Linked DNA regions of Mus musculus: region 2 is linked to region 1. The links are chromatin contacts, called in public promoter capture Hi-C maps. All regions are on one chromosome and are shown on one strand. The core of a region is the stretch at or near the end of the contact, and the rest is flanking DNA. Distances in the headings are between cores, read along the strand shown. Region 1 holds the start of Ddr1 (discoidin domain receptor family, member 1). Region 2 holds the start of Trim26 (tripartite motif-containing 26).

Region 1 (2,750 bases), core at 15-2,514:
TGACATCTTCTGTGTGTGCGTTTGATTTCTTTGTGTTGCTTTGGGGCGGGGAGAAGGACTGGTTAGTTGCTTGGGTTTTGTTGTCTCACTGTGTAGCCCTGGCTAGCCTGGAACTCAGAGAGATTCTCCTGCCTCTGCCACTCGAGTGCTGGAACTAAAGACCTGTACTCCTAACAGCAAGATAGTTGGTTGGGGTTTTTGTTTGTTTGTTTTGTTTTGTTTGAGACAAGGTCTCAAGTTCAACTACGATGCCAAGGAAGGCTGACCTTCAGTTCTTTATCACCAGAGGCTAATTACAGGTGTGTGCCACAAACCCCGAGGTAATCTATAAAGTCAGATCTCACCATTTAGCGAATACTAAACGGCAGACACAAGCTCCTATAATCAGAAGACAAAGTGAGCCACACGCAGGCCCTGAGGTACAGGATCCTCAGAGAACGGAGCCACCCACCCCCAAACATCCAGAGTGACTGAGCCAGAGGGAAGCCAAGAGCAGGCAGGAACAGGTGGGACTCAGGTGGGAAGAACAGCAAGAAAAACAAGGACCATCTCTCCCTGTTCTCAAGCATTCTACTGTGTGTGACCTGTCCCTACAGTGAGTGCCACACGAGTCTGGACACACCTCCATCCTTCTCAGCCACTCAGTTGTAGGCCAGCCGGGCGGTGGCTGGGAGAGGGGGTGCTGAAAAGAATTGCCTGGCCAGAAAGGGAGCCTGGGAGCGTTGCTCATTGGGCGGTGACCTCGTCTCTTGGCACAACCCGGCAACCACGGAGCGTGGCTGGTCTGGTAGGTTGGGCGTCAGGCTGGCTCCCTCTGGCCTGGGCAGCTTAACCGAGCATGTCCGTAAGCATGGCACCGGAGGTTGAGGGGTAGGCACCGATAGGATGACTCAGTGGGCTACATATGCGCGCACCTGTCCTCTTGGAGTTAGGTTCTCCCCTCACCCAAGAAAAGAGAGGTCCTCGCTCTCTTTTCGGAATAGTTTCTCGGAAAGTCAGGACCCTCTGCTTTGGATGGAGAGTCAAAATCCCGGGGCAGCAAACATAACTGGGGTTCCCCAACCCGCTCCCCTTGCCTCTTGCTCGTCCCCGCCTCAGTCCCTACCTCTCATGGCTCTCCGGGGCGGACCCGGGCGTCAGGCCCCGGCTTGGGGCCTCCTCGGCGGCGGGGCGCGGGAGGGGAGCGCAGGCGCCGGCGGGGCTCGGGTGTCGGGAGGCGGCTCCCGCGAGCAGCTGTCGGGGGCCTGTTCCGGGGAGAGGAGCCAGCGCGGGGCCGGATCGCGCCCAGGCGCCGCCTCCCCGCGCCCGTCCCCCGCCGGTACTCCCGCCCCGGCGCCCGCGCTCCCACGCCCGGCGCCGCCCCTCGCTCCTCTCCTAGTGCGGTACCCGCCCTGCAAGTGCTCCCCAGCGCGTAGCCTCCACTAGGTGATCCGCACGCCCATCCCCCGCCACCCCGATGCTGGGGTACAGCAGCACCATCAGGGGCCCGCTAAGCCCCCTAGGGACCCCGCGCGGTGGCTCGGGGGTGGGGAGAGTTGGCGCCGTCCCTCCTCCCCTTTTTCTGGGCTCGGTTCCTGGAGAGAGGGAGAGAAGCACGGAGAAGCGGCCCCAGGGCACGCAGGAAGGAACGGGTTCCCACAGGCCCAGCACCGGAGCGAGAGCTGCAGCCCGGCTGGGGGAAGGGAGCCGGGCTCACCTGTCTAGCCAGACCCTCTAGGTTCACACTCCACCCCATTTGTCACCATTTGGCACACACCCCTCCTCCGGATCCCAACCTAAATCACTCCCCCCATCCCCGCGCGCCCCAAGTCTGAGAGCCGGTCACACTCTTTTAGTCTCAACTTTTTTCTGTTCCCTTCTTCCAGAACCTCTCCCCAGCTTGGCAGCTCCCTCCTGTCTTCTCAGGATCCCTGAGATTCAAACCCCCAAGCTCCGGATCCCCCTGGGATCCCTGCTTCATCCAGGCTAACTCTGCAGTCTTTCTCAGGCAAGCCTCCCTCAGTCCCAGTCAGTCAGCTCGGTCCCTGGTGGAAGCCGCAGAGTCTGGCTTCTGGCAAGGAGAAGGGCAAAATGGAGCCAAGACGAGGTGGGGGTGGGGGAGGAAGATAGATAGGCGCCCTGAAAAATAAAGACACTGCCCAAAGCACAGGAACGCATGACCCAGGGATACAAGGAGACAATGAACGGAGAGAGCTGCTGAGCCATGGACCGGAGAGATAGAGGCAGGGAGGACAACAGAGCTAGTGTGGGAGTGTGGGAGGTGTTCCGTCCCATTCAGCACCACCTGTCATTCCTACCTCTCTCCAACGCCACCCCCCCCCCCATACCTGCCAAGTCCCCGGATAATGTCAGGTCACAGTAAAGTCTCCGGTCTCACCACCCGGTTACAAACACATCCCAACTGACTCAAAACTCACACCCAAAAAGCATTTCCAAAGAGTCTCAAGAAAGACACGAAGTCCAAACAAACCAAGACAAGTACACACAAAAAACCTACCAGGAAGATAAGCTGCCCCTAGGGAGAAGCCAAGGCAGGCTGGGTCTCCAGTTTACAAACCCAGGGACGTTCCAGCTGCTGAAGGACCTGCTAATGGCTCCCATGGCCACTGGGAGAACTGCCTACGACCTTTTCACCTAGACCTTAGGGGACACCCACCCCGACTCCCCAAATCACCTACCCCTCTGCAGACAGCGATTGGAAATCTGGGTCCTGCAGAGACTGGGCGGGGTGTGGAGCTTGGCTGGGGGTG
Region 2 (2,700 bases), core at 153-2,652, 1.1 Mb after region 1:
TAAATCTTTTTCATGAGCTCTGTTGTGTAATATGATTTTTTTTTTTTTTGGCAGCATTCCTTGGCTCTGACCATCGTTGAGGTACTCCCTGTGACTATTCCTTAAGTATGGAGAAGATTTTTATTGTAGATATAAGGGAAACGCAGGCAGAGTGGGAAGAACCGGTACTGAATATGGGCAGCCTGGTCTACAGAGCGAGTTCCAGGACAGCCAGAGCTACATAGTGAGACTCTGTCTCTAAACAAAACAAAACAAAGCTCCCACCCCCAATATCAACTGAAAGAGCAGGTATCTAGTGATTTTAGGGTGTGCTGAGATCAAAGTCCAGAGCACAGGCATCCAGAACTCCGCTCCACCCCCTACAACAGCTCACAGGAAACTCAAAAGCACTCCCCATATGTTGGTGAAATGTTAGGACTTAGGACTCGGAGCCCTCCTGCAGCTCGGACTACTTCTTTGGAAGTAGCAGGAACTGTGGATTTCCTGCAGAGCAGAAAGCTGTGTGCAAAAAGGGCTTTCAGGCTAGTGGGCGTGGTCGAGTCCTTGGCTGTGGAGCTGCAGGAGGCTCTCAAAGCTCCTGTAGAGGGCCTCAGTACCAGATATTGCAGGTTCTGTAGTTTTTCTCAGTTTTCAACAAATTCCCCCTTCGTAGCCCAGGCTGGTATTGAACTCTAATGCCTCGGTTTCCCTAGCGCCAGGATCTTTAAATGTTTTGCATTTATTTATTTAGCGTAGGTGGAGAGTGCATGTGCTTGTGGAGCTTAGAGGACAACCAGAATAGATGTTCTCATGTCCCATCATGTGGGGGATATGGGATTTGAAAGCCAGTCATCTGATTTGGTGGCAAGCATCTTTACCCACTGAACTATCACTGTGGTGTGGGGTGGAGTGTGGAATGTGTATGTGTGTTTACTTTGTTCTGTACAGCAGGAACAGCACCTGCCTTGTGTAAGGAAGGCTAGTTGTCAAAAATGGTTCATCCTAGCCAGGAGCTTCGAAAATGATATTTGTGATGGATCTTGGAAAAACTTGATAGACTGGTCTGATCTTAGTTAGAGGCAGGCCCTGAGGAGGAAACCCCATCTAAAACCCAGCCCTTGCAGACACCCCAGCCCACCCCTAACCGCAGGGAATCAGAAATGGGGTCTCGAAAGCTATGGGGGCTTCAGCACCCTAACCTACACGAGGCCTCGCGCGACCTCAGCAGCTGGAAGACAACCGTGACGCACTGGCCGCTTCCGATTTCACTTTCCTTTTCTCGGGCCCGGCCGCTTCACCTCTTTGGCCGCTGCCTGGGGATTTGCCCAGTGATCAGTGACGTCAAGAATCCTGAAGTTCCCATTGGAGGATGGAGTTTGGCAAGAGCCAATCCCAGGGCTGGTCCCAGAGAAATCTCGGCGGAGGGCCCGGAGCTCCCGGAGACTGCTGGGCGGGGAGACTGTGGTGCCGGCTGCTTGCTCAGGACCTACCCCGCGGAGCAGCTCCAGGGAGAGGAGTGACCCGGCCCGGAGAGCGGCGCGGGTGAGTGCGGTTTGCACTGGTGAGGAGACGCGGAGGAGCGGCCGCCGTGCGACCCGGGTGGGGACAGCGAAGGCGGCCGCGGGCCCTGGGCAGGGCTAACCAGGCCCGGGCGCGCGGGACGGCGAGCTCGCGTGAGCGCCGCGTCCCCGGCTCGCCTTTGGGCCTTTCGCCCTGAGCTCGCCGTGTTCCTTCCTCCTCAGGTCCAACCCAGACTTACTTCAGTCTCTTCCAGTCCCCAGAGCCAGAAGTGAGCGGGACCCGGATGACGTTCCACCTGGTGGCTTGGAGCCCTGCATGACCAGAAGCAGGTCTTATATTTATGTATCTGTTTATTTTTTTTTTATTTATTTATCCTCAGAGTAAACTGGTTTAGCTAGTTGTACCAAGAGCTGTGCGTTCGTTATCACTGATGATTTTACTACCTAATTAGCTTAGGAAAAGAAAGTATAAACCTGGCTGTGGACTGGTGCACGCCTTTACACCCAGTGCTTGGGAGTTAGAGGCCAGTCTGGTTTACAGACTAAATGAATTCTAGGATAACCAGGGCTACAAAGAGAGCCCCTGTCTTGACCCCCACCCCCACCCCCACCCAAAAAAAAAAAAAAGAAAAGAAAAGAAATGTATGAATTTAACTTTGGGAAGTGAATAGGAGGAGACACTTAACAATTCCCCGTACATTCCAGATTTTGACAACACAACCATTTGTGTGTGTTTCAAAGAAGGGAAGAATGACATGCGCTCGTTCATGCATGCCTGAACCCCTTGTTAGTGAGATGGATTCATGATGCCTAGAGTATTCCTCCCAAGTTAAAACAAACAAACAAACAAACCCATATTTTTCTAAAAGAAAGCTTTCATTAATGCCTTTAAAACTGCAACTTTTAAATTTGATAATGATGACGATGGTGATGACAACGACAGGGTGTCTCCATGTATCCAAAATGGTCTGAAACTGACCATGGCAGCCCAGGTTAGCCTCCTGCCTCGAGTGCTTCGATTACAGAGATTACAGGCATCTGCCCACACTTTTGAATACACTTAATTTTTTTTAGAACAGTTGTACATTTACAGAAAAAATTGAGAAAACAGTGTGTGAAGTGTCTATAACTCCCAACTGATTTCCTTTCATTGACAAATAACACATTATTATTGGCCAAAGTCCACACACTATATTTATTC

Evidence for each region. Promoter capture Hi-C pulls out the DNA fragments that hold promoters and counts their contacts.
Region 2: a contact with region 1 is called in a promoter capture Hi-C map of pre-B cells, with 4 times the contacts expected there. The contact joins the promoter of Trim26 here to the promoter of Ddr1 in region 1. A contact is called at or near these places in 1 of 39 promoter capture datasets (pre-B cells) and 1 of 115 datasets of contacts at active chromatin or transcription factors (pancreatic cancer cells).

What each region holds. Positions count from the first base shown.
Region 1 is chr17:35,699,326-35,702,075 of GRCm38.p6, forward strand. It overlaps Ddr1 (discoidin domain receptor family, member 1), which reads right to left and starts at 1,265. Exons shown (of 18, transcript NM_001198833.1): 1 at 1,106-1,265.
Region 2 is chr17:36,835,744-36,838,443 of GRCm38.p6, forward strand. Trim26 (tripartite motif-containing 26) reads left to right here and starts at 1,403. Exons shown (of 10, transcript NM_001025599.3): 1 at 1,403-1,521; 2 at 1,722-1,829.